Linked DNA regions of Hordeum vulgare: all the other regions are linked to region 2. The links are chromatin contacts, called in public Hi-C and HiChIP or PLAC-seq maps. All regions are on one chromosome and are shown on one strand. Each heading gives the region's core, a stretch centred on a gene start, on an enhancer-like site or on the middle of the called end of the contact. The rest is flanking DNA. Distances are from core to core; before and after follow the strand shown. Region 1 holds the start of LOC123411037 (lysine-specific demethylase JMJ30-like). Region 2 holds the start of LOC123410965 (receptor protein kinase-like protein ZAR1). Region 3 holds the start of LOC123410863 (zinc finger A20 and AN1 domain-containing stress-associated protein 11-like).

What was found. A called contact is a pair of places that touch in the nucleus more often than the background predicts. HiChIP or PLAC-seq counts read pairs in DNA pulled down with a chosen protein or histone mark.
Region 1: a contact with region 2 is called in an H3K4me3 HiChIP or PLAC-seq map of embryo, with 8 times the contacts expected there. The contact joins the promoter of LOC123411037 here to the promoter of LOC123410965 in region 2. A contact is called at or near these places in 1 of 6 Hi-C or Micro-C datasets (leaf) and 1 of 1 datasets of contacts at active chromatin or transcription factors (embryo).
Region 3: a Hi-C map of leaf shows a contact between it and region 2, with 3 times the contacts expected there. The contact joins the promoter of LOC123410863 here to the promoter of LOC123410965 in region 2. A contact is called at or near these places in 2 of 6 Hi-C or Micro-C datasets (leaf and seedling).

What each region holds. Positions count from the first base shown.
Region 1 is chr7H:173,630,969-173,634,487 of MorexV3_pseudomolecules_assembly, reverse strand. It overlaps LOC123411037 (lysine-specific demethylase JMJ30-like), which reads right to left and starts at 2,191. Exons shown (of 6, transcript XM_045103960.1): 1 at 1,647-2,191. The coding sequence starts at 2,114.
Region 2 is chr7H:172,840,258-172,843,548 of MorexV3_pseudomolecules_assembly, reverse strand. It overlaps LOC123410965 (receptor protein kinase-like protein ZAR1), which reads right to left and starts at 1,513. Exons shown (of 2, transcript XM_045103883.1): 1 at 43-1,513. The coding sequence starts at 1,375.
Region 3 is chr7H:172,306,108-172,309,472 of MorexV3_pseudomolecules_assembly, reverse strand. LOC123410863 (zinc finger A20 and AN1 domain-containing stress-associated protein 11-like) reads left to right here and starts at 1,285. Exons shown (of 1, transcript XM_045103797.1): 1 at 1,285-2,367. The coding sequence starts at 1,590. The coding sequence ends at 2,075.

The sequences.
Region 1 (3,519 bases), core at 942-3,441, 790 kb before region 2:
GACTAAGTGGTGGTGGAAATTAGAGAGAAAAGAGGGGCTTTGACAAGACATAGTAAAAGCCAAATATCTCAAAAAATCACCTGCTATGATGGTTAAACAGAAAGCAAATGACTCCCCCTGTTGGAAAGCTCTTTTGAAGGTTAGAGAGCATTATATTGCTGGGAGAGGGATCAAGGTGAACAAGGGTGATGTTGCCACTCTTTGGCATGATGATTTGGGTGACAATGCTAATTTGAAAGATAAGTTCCCTGATCTTTTTGAGATTTGCACTGAGCAAAATATTACTGTGAATAAAATTGAATCCATGAACCCTTGCAATTCCTTTCATAGAAGATTTAATAGCGATATGCAAACAAGGTGGGATGAACTCAAGAATTATGTGATAAGTAAGATGGACAAGGAGAAAAATGATGAAATATTCTGGAAATTTGATAGTACTCAGGAATATACTACCAAGTCTATGTATCGGTGGTTAGAAAGAAACTTCGCTGGTTCTAATCATAAATGGATTTGGAAATCCAAGATGCCTTTGAAAATTCAAATTTTTATGTGGCAAATGTGCCAAGATGCTATTCTAACTAGAGACAACCTCAAAAAAAGAAATTGGCAAGGGGATCCTACATGCTCTTTCTGTGATCAGAAAGAATCTGCTCAACACATTATGTTTCTCTGTCCTGTTGCCAGAGTTATCTGGAGAACAGTGGGCTCGATGTTGGGCACTGAATGTGTTCCTAATTCCATGTGGCAATATTATGCTTGGATTAACTCCTTTTTACCTTCCTGCCCAGAGGCTTATACCATTGGTTTAGCTGCTATATGCTGGGCAATTTGGCTCGCTCGCAATCGTGCTACTTTTGATAAGAAATGGATCAATAATCCGTTTGAAATTGTGTTCACAGCTTGTGCTTTTATACTATACTGGACAGGTCTGCAGAAGCCGGAGATGGCTGAGGTGATGAAAAAAGGTGCGGAGATGCTGAAAACAAACGCTTCGCAGATGCTGCTACTCTGTGGGCCTCCAATGCCAGATCCAAACAAGCAGGATGAGGAAAGTGATAACTGGGACGAATGGTGATGCACTCGGAATATGATGACCCTGGTGTTATGGTGTTTTATCCTATCTTGGCCCTGTGAGGCATGTTGCTTAGTCTGGTTTCATATTTTGGTTGTGTTCAAACATGGTACTGGAGGTTGGTCTATCTTTCTTAGGGGTGTGGTGAGATTTTGGGTGATGCTAGGTTTTCGCCCCATAGCCTTGTGTTCCTGAGGACAGGCGCAAGGCGGTGGGTTTCCTAGCACTGCTCTGAATTCGCTTCTTCTCTTTCCCTCTTCTCTCTCTGATCTCGGATCCAAAACTCCAAAACTGTGTATTTCCGTTATGCATTTAATGGAAAGGGGAGAAGCCCGGTTCTAAAAAAAAAGGATTCAACTTCCTCACACAAAAAGTAACACCGGCTGCAACGCGCACAAGAGATAGTGGCCCACTTGAGGGAGGCTTTCCAGCCAGTGATGCAGAAAATTGTCTCAAGTGAACAAATTACCGGCAATACCAGCATACTGCTGGTAATTCTAGCTCTGCATTTTGGTGCACCAATCTTAAAAAAGGAAACTCACAATTGGCAGGCCAATAGAACAGAAGTACTCACATCGCCGAGGTCTTGATTCCTACTGAACCCTTCTCTCCACCTCTCCACGTTTCTGCCGGCGTCTCCTGCACCGTCGCCTTCGCCGTCGCGATTTCCGTCGGCGGCAACCAGCTTCATAGCCGCTTCGAGCTCTGCGCGGAGGAGGTCGCCACCCATGATGAGGCCCATGTCGAGCGCTCGGAGCGCCGCGCGGCGGTCATCACCGACGCCAAGGCTCGCGACGTGGAGGCAAGCGAGCGCGTAGGCGTGCCGCCACGCAGGCTCCACCTCGCTCCACGGCCCCGAGTGCAGCTGCTCCCAGGCCATATCCCGCGCCGCCTCCGCCGCGCGCAGGTCCCCCGCGGCCGCCTTCTCCGCGGAGGCCACGAAGGCGAAGCCTCCCTCCTCGGTGATCTGCCGCAGCAGCATCGCCCGCTTCTCCCCTCCCGCCGCCGCTACCGCTGCACCCGTCGGCTCGCCGGTGTCCATTTCGGAGTCGCTGAGCCCTTGGAAAAGCGCAAAAGCGGAGGTGCTGAGGACTGGAAAGGGAAGGAGATATTTTCGGGTGCCCGTGTGGGGCCGTTATAGTTGCGCTGCTTACTCGGATTCGGGTGTGAGGTGGATTGATTTGATTTACGATTGTGCCCTCGCTCCTAGTAAGACATGAGATATTTTCGAGCCGGATACTTGAGCTCGGATGTGGAGCAGAGGAGCAAGATTTACTTTTCTACCCTTGGTCCTTGTCAGAATAAGATATTTTTTGAGTAGATATTTTTGTAATGAACGGCTAGTAGAGATCGCGGGCGTATGATGCGCTCTTGGAAAAAGGGCATTCTGTCGCGTTGACATATTTCAAAGCTAGATAAATAGTACTTCCTCCATTTCAAAAAATTTATCTTTGATTTACCTAGATAAATGTATATAGTCATGTATTAGTACTTAGATACATCTATTTTTAAATAAATCAAAGGCAAAAAATTTAAGACGAAGGGAGTAATCTTTGTAGACAAATAAATACTTAAAATATGGAAAAAGTCTTTGGATCAACCGGTGGATCTCGCGAAAACGTCCACCATGCCGTATGCTCAATACGTGTCTCGCGGACCCACTTTTGTCTCTGAAACGCCGCACCTCTTCTTATCCAGTCATTCATCCGAGTCCTCTTCGTCTTCGTCACCTACCGCCAGGGCATCGCCGTCGTCGCGCTCCTCCTCGCCTTGCTCGCCACCAGGGGGCTCATGCTGTGCCCCATGGTCCGTCCCTACGTCGGCTCGCCCCGCCTCGCCCTGGGTCAGCCCTCGCTCCGTTGCTGTTACTTCGCGTCTCTTCCCCTGTGCTTCCTCTCCCTCTCCTCTAACCTTGCAGCCATTCATCCCCTCTTCAGTTTTTCGCAACACGGTCGTTGTTTCTGCAATGCAGCTGTTGTTTCAGGAGTTGGAGAAATTGTTTCTACAACCCGTTCGTTGTTTCAAGAATTGTTTCTGCAACACTGCTGCTGTTGCAGAAATACGAAGGAAAAAAATCTACAACAAAACGATTGTTTCTGGAACTCGGTCTTTGTTTCAGGAATTAATGGGTCCAAAGTTTATTTTTTTTCAACAAGGTGATTGTTTCTTCAACTCGACCGTCGTTCCAGGAATCACTAGGTGCCGGCCGGAGCCCCGCGCGCGGATTGGACGGTTGTGCGTGTAGATCGGACGACCGTCGAGGTGGCGGATGTTTATGATATTAAGTTATGTTAAAGATGCGACAATTAATATGATCGAAAAGAGTTATAATCTTTTGATGGGGTGAAAGGTTGAAATGCCGATTTCTACTGCTACGGAAAATTTCCTTCCCAAATTCGTATTCGCATTCTTTTTAAGGATATGATTTGCACATATAAGAATCTAAT
Region 2 (3,291 bases), core at 264-2,763:
TAGCCTATCAATCGATAAGACAAGATTTGGCCGGCACATTACCGTGTAGAGCGGAGTGGAGGGAGCCATTGCCGAGGTAGTCGTAGATGAGCAGCTTCTCGTCCGGGGCGTAGTAGTATGCGCGGAGTCGAGCGACGTTGGGATGGCGAGCGCGGCCGATGGCGGCGGCCTCGGTCTCGAAGGCACGGCGCCGGCGCCACCCGGACTCAGTGCCATCGCCGTCGTCGGGCTCGCTGAGACGGCGGACGGCTACGGCGGTGCCGCGGCCGGGAACGACCCTGTACACGATGCCGCCGCGGCTCTTCCCCACGACGTAGGCAGACGCGCGGAGCAGCTCCTCCAGCTCCATCCCGAAACCGTCGTCCACCGCCACGAACAGCTCCCCCTCCTCTCCGCCGCCGCGCCGCTCTTCAGTGCCGGCGAGCGTCACCGCCGCGCTCTTCTCCTTGGTCGACGACTCCTTGTCCTCGTTCCTGGTCGTTGCAGCGCACCGCCTCCGGCACTGCCATTGCAGCACTAGCCCGGCGACGATGGCCGCCACCACAATGACGGCAAGAATGGGCACCGTGGGCGACGACCGATGCTTGGGTGGCCTCCCAACCTCCGCCGCCGCACCAGGGTTCATGCCATTGTTCGACTGCGGGATCCTTGGCTCCTCCCTCTCCCCGGCGCACTCGATCTTGAGCGGAAACCCGCAGAGCCTCGGGTTGTCGTCGAAGGCGGTGGGGCCCTGGTTGACGAGCGAGCCCACCTGCGGGATCTCGCCGGCGAGGTCGTTCCCCCGGAGGTCAAGGCTGACGGCGACGGGAATGCCGCCGAACTCCGGCGGGATCCCGCCGACAAAATGGTTGTAGCTGAGGTTGAGCACGCCGGAGAGACTCGGAAGCCCCGCGATGGACGGCGGCAGCGTCCCGTTGAGCTGGTTGGAGGACAAATCGAGGCGAGACAGGGACGCGAGCCTCCCAATCCCCGCAGGAATCTGGCCGGACAGGAAGTTGTGCGCCAGGTCGAGGGTGGTGAGCTTCTGCAGCGCGGAGATGGCGACCGGGATCTGGCCGGAGAGGCGGTTGGCCGGCAGCGACAGCGTCTCGAGCTCGGAGAGCAGGGAGAGCTCGGAGGGCAGGTAGCCGGCTAGCGAGAGGTTGGCGAGCTCCACGCCGGCGACCCGGCCCCCGCCGCCGTCGACGCAGGTGACGCCGGCCCAGCTGCAGGGGTCAGCGTCGGCGTCCCTCCAGGTATCGAGACCGCTGCCAGGGTCATCGGTGACCGCGAACTTGAGCGCGAGAAGCGCCAGGCCGTCCGTGTTCAGCGCTGCCGCCGCCACGGCCACGACCGCCAGCAGCACCGCCACCGCCGCCACACGCACGGCCGCCATTTCGACGGAAGAAACAACTCGTATCTGCCTCTCGGAAGTCGGAATAGCGAGCACTAGGCTACAACAAACAGCCCTGCCATTTCTTGGGAGCACGCGGGGTTGCAGCACAGAAGGTGGGGAGAAGAGGACAGCCGAGGGACTGGGTTTAGGCCGGGGAGTGAGATTTTACTTCCGAAATGACGGAAATGGGCTCCTGGAGGATCATGTCCGTTCTGTTGTTTGGGGCCTACATGAGGGGCATTTCGGGGATGTGGATTCGAACAGCAGGGCGCTGGAGGTGGAGGGGTGAGGTGGGCTTTGGGCTTGGCTGGTGGGATTCGATCGAAGCTCTTTGCTCGGGGCGACTTTTGCTAAAGTAGTAATTAAGCGTGTTGGCATGTGGGAAATCTCAAGGATTAGTGGTTTAGAATCCCCAGGGTTAACGTTGATATTTATCATACTGGTAGTACTACTTAGTAGTATGCTCTTCTGCTGGAGTGGTCGGGGTGATTGGCTACTCCTGAGGCTGCGCGCTGGGGCCCTGCTGGATTCGAGCCTCTTCGTTTGAATTTGTGCAGGCGCCGGCACATGGTACTGGGGCTGTGTATGGGGTCCTGTTTGCATTTGATCAGTGGTTGATGGTGTCTGCTTGCAGCCCGTATAGGATTAAAAAATTAGGGATGTTTTTGATTTTCAAATCTGTGACCAAGATGGCAAAACTTGCAATCACAATCCTTGCTTCCAAGACATCAAATACTCCCTTCGTTCCTAAATATAAGACCTTATAGAGATTTCACTATAGACTACATACGAAGCAAAATGAGTGAATCTATATTTTAAAATATGTCTATATACATCCGTATGTAGTCCATAGTACAAACTTTACAAGGTCTTATATTTAGGAACGGAGGGAGTACATGTGAACACATGCACGTCTATCATTTATGTACTGCACACAAATACAAATCAAATCATTCATACTTAAGAATACATAATAAAAGCATAGTGCAAATATAAGTATTGTTTTAAAAAGCTTAACTAGGCTGTGTTTGGTAGGCTACATTAAACGAGACATGCTCACTCTAGACATGCTCAGTACATGTAATTGCAGTTGTTTGGTAGCACTGTATGTATTGACGCATGCTAAACTGAGACTGTGTTTGGTAGACTGCATTAAACGAGACATGCTATGTCGAGACTGTGTTTAGTAGCGTGTATGTGAGCTAGGTTGCATGAATATATTTTTTGGCGTCAAGACAATATTGACAAAACATATCAACATTTGAGTGAACAATTCCAACTAAAATATTATCATGACGACAAAATCAATAATTGACATAACACATATAATAACCATAATTTTTAATGGTGCACGAATAGATTCATATTACATAATAACCATAAATTGTAGCAGCGTACAAGTAGATTCATATTACATAAGACATAACAACCATAACCAAAAGGGATAGTTTCAACAATCATCAACTAACATCAACTCAAAGAAGATCAGGATTTGCTTTCAAGATACGCTTGAACGATGCTTGACGGACTTCCTCATCCATCTTCATAAAGTTAAGGCATTTTCCCTTATGTTCTGTGAGAAAATCTAAAACACCCAAGCGCTCATTTTGATCAAACATAGTAAGGTCCATCACGGCCTTGTACAAGTCAAGGTGTGTTTTAGCATGACAAGTGTTGTTGATAGCAGTTGCAATCTCACGCATAGCATCAGTCATGTTGCTACACTGGAGTGAATCCTCCTCAGTCAAACTAGATGACCTCTTTCTCTTTTTATTTGAAGTGGGTGAAGGGTTCTGAGTGGCACTAGCATTAGGAAGTGCAAAGCTAGACCCAGGAAGATCTTTCAATACCTCACCAGTTGTCCCTTGCCCCTCTGTGACATTGGGTTTATCTTTGTCTTCCACAACAATAGGTGT
Region 3 (3,365 bases), core at 36-2,535, 530 kb after region 2:
CATTGATCATCCCGTTCCTCCCATCGTTGCCACCACCTTTCTCTCCTTCCATGATCCATGCATATCTTGTGTTGACTGTCATCATCATAGGATATACGATGTATTCCCTGTAATTTTATTTTGCTCATGTGATGTGATGATTTTTTTTATGTTGCAGTTTTGTCTTGATAATCGACAAGCTTGGGTACGTTCCACTCTAATCACGTAGATGACATGTTGCAATAATTCTAGAAATTTCTTGCATTTCCTGCGTTCATTCTGCATGAGTGTTCTTGTGTTGTTGCAAACACTAGCTTTGGCGCTTCATATGTTGTGACGATTTCCCACAGTTATTTGTTGTGACTAGTGAAGATTTAGTGCACAATTGGTATATTGTCGTTGACATTGATGAAAAAATTATTTCATCGATATTACATAAGTTGAAAGATATTATAAGTCGGTTTTCTGTTGTTGTGACGACCAGACACTCGAGAATCAACATTTTAAGTCGGTCAAGCAGACCTTGTGACCGACCGACGCCAAAGGTCCACCAAAATAAACTGTCCACACATGTTTATTTTTCTGGAAAAAATTACATTGCTCCAACAACCTAGGCGTCAAGGATAAACCAAAGGTCCATGAAGAAAGAGGAAATACTTCTATTGAGTCGGTCGATCAGATACAAAATGCCTATCATGTCATATGTACGCCACATATCCTGATTGAGCCGTCTGCAACATGACCCTTGTTGCATGATGGGTGAGCATAACAAAAAATTCTAAAAAGATTTCATTAGATGAATTGCAATAAAGCTCGTGTTACAAAGCATAGAAGATTTGTTGCAAAGGCTCAACGGCTCACACAGAAAGAAAGAAAACCTCTTCGTGGGATTGCAAATTATTTGCAACACGAGGCCTGTTGCAAGGGCTGATCTTTTAGGATCATCATTCGGGCAACGGCAACTTGCAGGCGCCCGAAAAAACACAGAAAACACAGATGAGCCTAGTAGCCGCCTACGAAACAGAGTACCCACCACCACCACCACCACCACCCAGAACAAGAGCACCAGATGACTCCACCCGCTAACCCACAGGCGTGTCCGTGTGCGCAACCACGAACGCCCTTGCATCATTCACACGCACCATTTCCCTCCCTTCCCTTCCCTTCCCTTCCCCCCGAAGAAAGAAAGAGACCGGCTCGGCAGCGCAGCGCGGCACAGGCTGTCAACGAAAACTCCACTTGTTTTTATGGCCAACGTACGTACGCTACGCACGCACCCCGTTCCTTGTGGAGCGCCATTCCACGCCGCGCCAACGCGGCCAGCACTGGAAATAACCCAACCCAACCCAACCCTCTCCCCCGCGGGCACGGCCACGGCCGACGTCGCTGTCGCGTGCGGGAACGCGTACGCCGCCCGCCTCCTCCCGCGATAAAAACCCACCCCCCTCCCACCCTCCGTCCCCGCCTCGCCTTCCTTCCCCTCCCCCCTCCTCCGCCCCATTTCCCCAAAGCCTCCCCCGGCCTCCGAGGAGACCAGGCCGCCGTGCCCACGCGCGCCGGATCGATCGTCCAGCTACTAGCGTCTCTCTCTTCCGGCTCGTATAGGCGTCATGGCGCAGCGGGACAAGAAGGTGGAGGAGCCGACGGAAGTGCACCTGCACGCCGCGGAGATCACGCTCTGCGCCAACAGCTGCGGCTTCCCGGGCAACCCGGCCACCAAGAACCTCTGCCAGAACTGCTTCCTGGCGTCTTCCTCCTCGCCGCCGTCCCCTTCCTCGTCGCCCCCGGCGTTCCCGCTCTTCGACAAGCCGAGGCCGGCCGCCGCCGCGTCGCCCGCGCTGCAGGCGCCGCCCGTCTACATGGCCGTCGACCGGCCGGCGGACCCCAAGGCGTCCAAGTCCTCGGTGAACCGCTGCCACAACTGCCGGAAGCGCGTGGGCCTGACGGGGTTCCGCTGCCGGTGCGGCGAGATGTTCTGCGGCGCGCACCGGTACTCGGACCGGCACGACTGCAGCTACGACTACAAGTCGGCGGCCAGGGACGCCATCGCCCGGGAGAACCCCGTCGTGCGCGCCGCCAAGATCGTTAGGTTCTGATCGTCGGCAGGATGCTATCCGGCGAAATCTCAAGCACAACCCACTCTTTTTCTTTCTTCCCTTTGATGAAAAATTAAAGCCGTTCCCGAGAGTTTCTTAAAAGGTGAAAAAAAGGAGGGGGAGGTGAAAGATGGCGACGGTGCAGCCACGACCAAGGAAGGAACAGTGCGATGATAAAAGGTTGTTGTTGTAGCGGTGGTTGGCGGTGGAGGAGAGGAGATGAGGAAGATGGGGTTGGTGTGTACTGTTGTCCCACAATCTCTATTTAATTCAAATTTCCCTATTGTATAAATTAATTATTATCATCATCATTTCTATGATGCAGTATTCGTTAGCTTTAGCTGTCAACCTTTTTCTTCCACTGGCCGCGAATTGTCCATGACAGCTCAACCATTGACGTTTGGATCGCTTCGTTGGATCGGATTGGTTCGGCGCGGAATTATTGGGTGGGTGCACCTGTACCTGTACGTTTATCACGTACAAATTCATGCCCGTTTGAGAAAAAAATGGCCGTGCGTATGCCGAAACTTGACGTGTTCCGGTTGAAAACTCGGCGTGGCACAAAAGGCGTCCATGATTTTCTGTGGATTATTATTGATGAATGGAGGCGGCGCCACGCCACGAAGGATAGATAGCGACGCCCCGTTTTCTCTACAGACCGGTGATCAGAAGTCGGAAGTAACAGGACATCCAGCCAGCTGCCGGGCTAATTAGGTTGGCCAGCGACATCAATCCGTCCATCCATCCATCCACTGGGTCACAGCTCAGGAACGCGCAGAAGATCCATCGGCCGGCGTGTAGAAATCGAGAGCGGTGGTGGCACACGCACCGGAGACCCACCCACTTGCCGATGGCATCGATCGGCATCACCGGCACAGGTCGGCAGGCGACACCACCACCACCACCACAGCGATTTTTCTTTAATCCATCTCATCTCATCTCATCTCCTAGTTGATCCACCGGCGTCGTGGTCGCGTGGAAGGCGACGTGGCCCAGGCTGGAATCGGGGCGCGGCTCCGCAGGCGTCGGCTTTCCTCTTTCTCGTGACCTCTTCTCTTCCCTGCTGCTGCTGCTTACCTGGTCCGGTCGCCTTTGGCGTGCGGGGCCGGGGTATCCATCCCATCCACAGGCCACATCGATGGCGATGCCGATGGACCCAGCCGCTCTCGACGGACGAAATACTCCTCCGGGGCTGAATTTTGAATTAAACGATGGATGAATTCACAGGCAAGTCCTTGGCTTGGCTGTGCAGGTCCAACGGACCTCCTATAGCCAGCGCATGCCGACGCG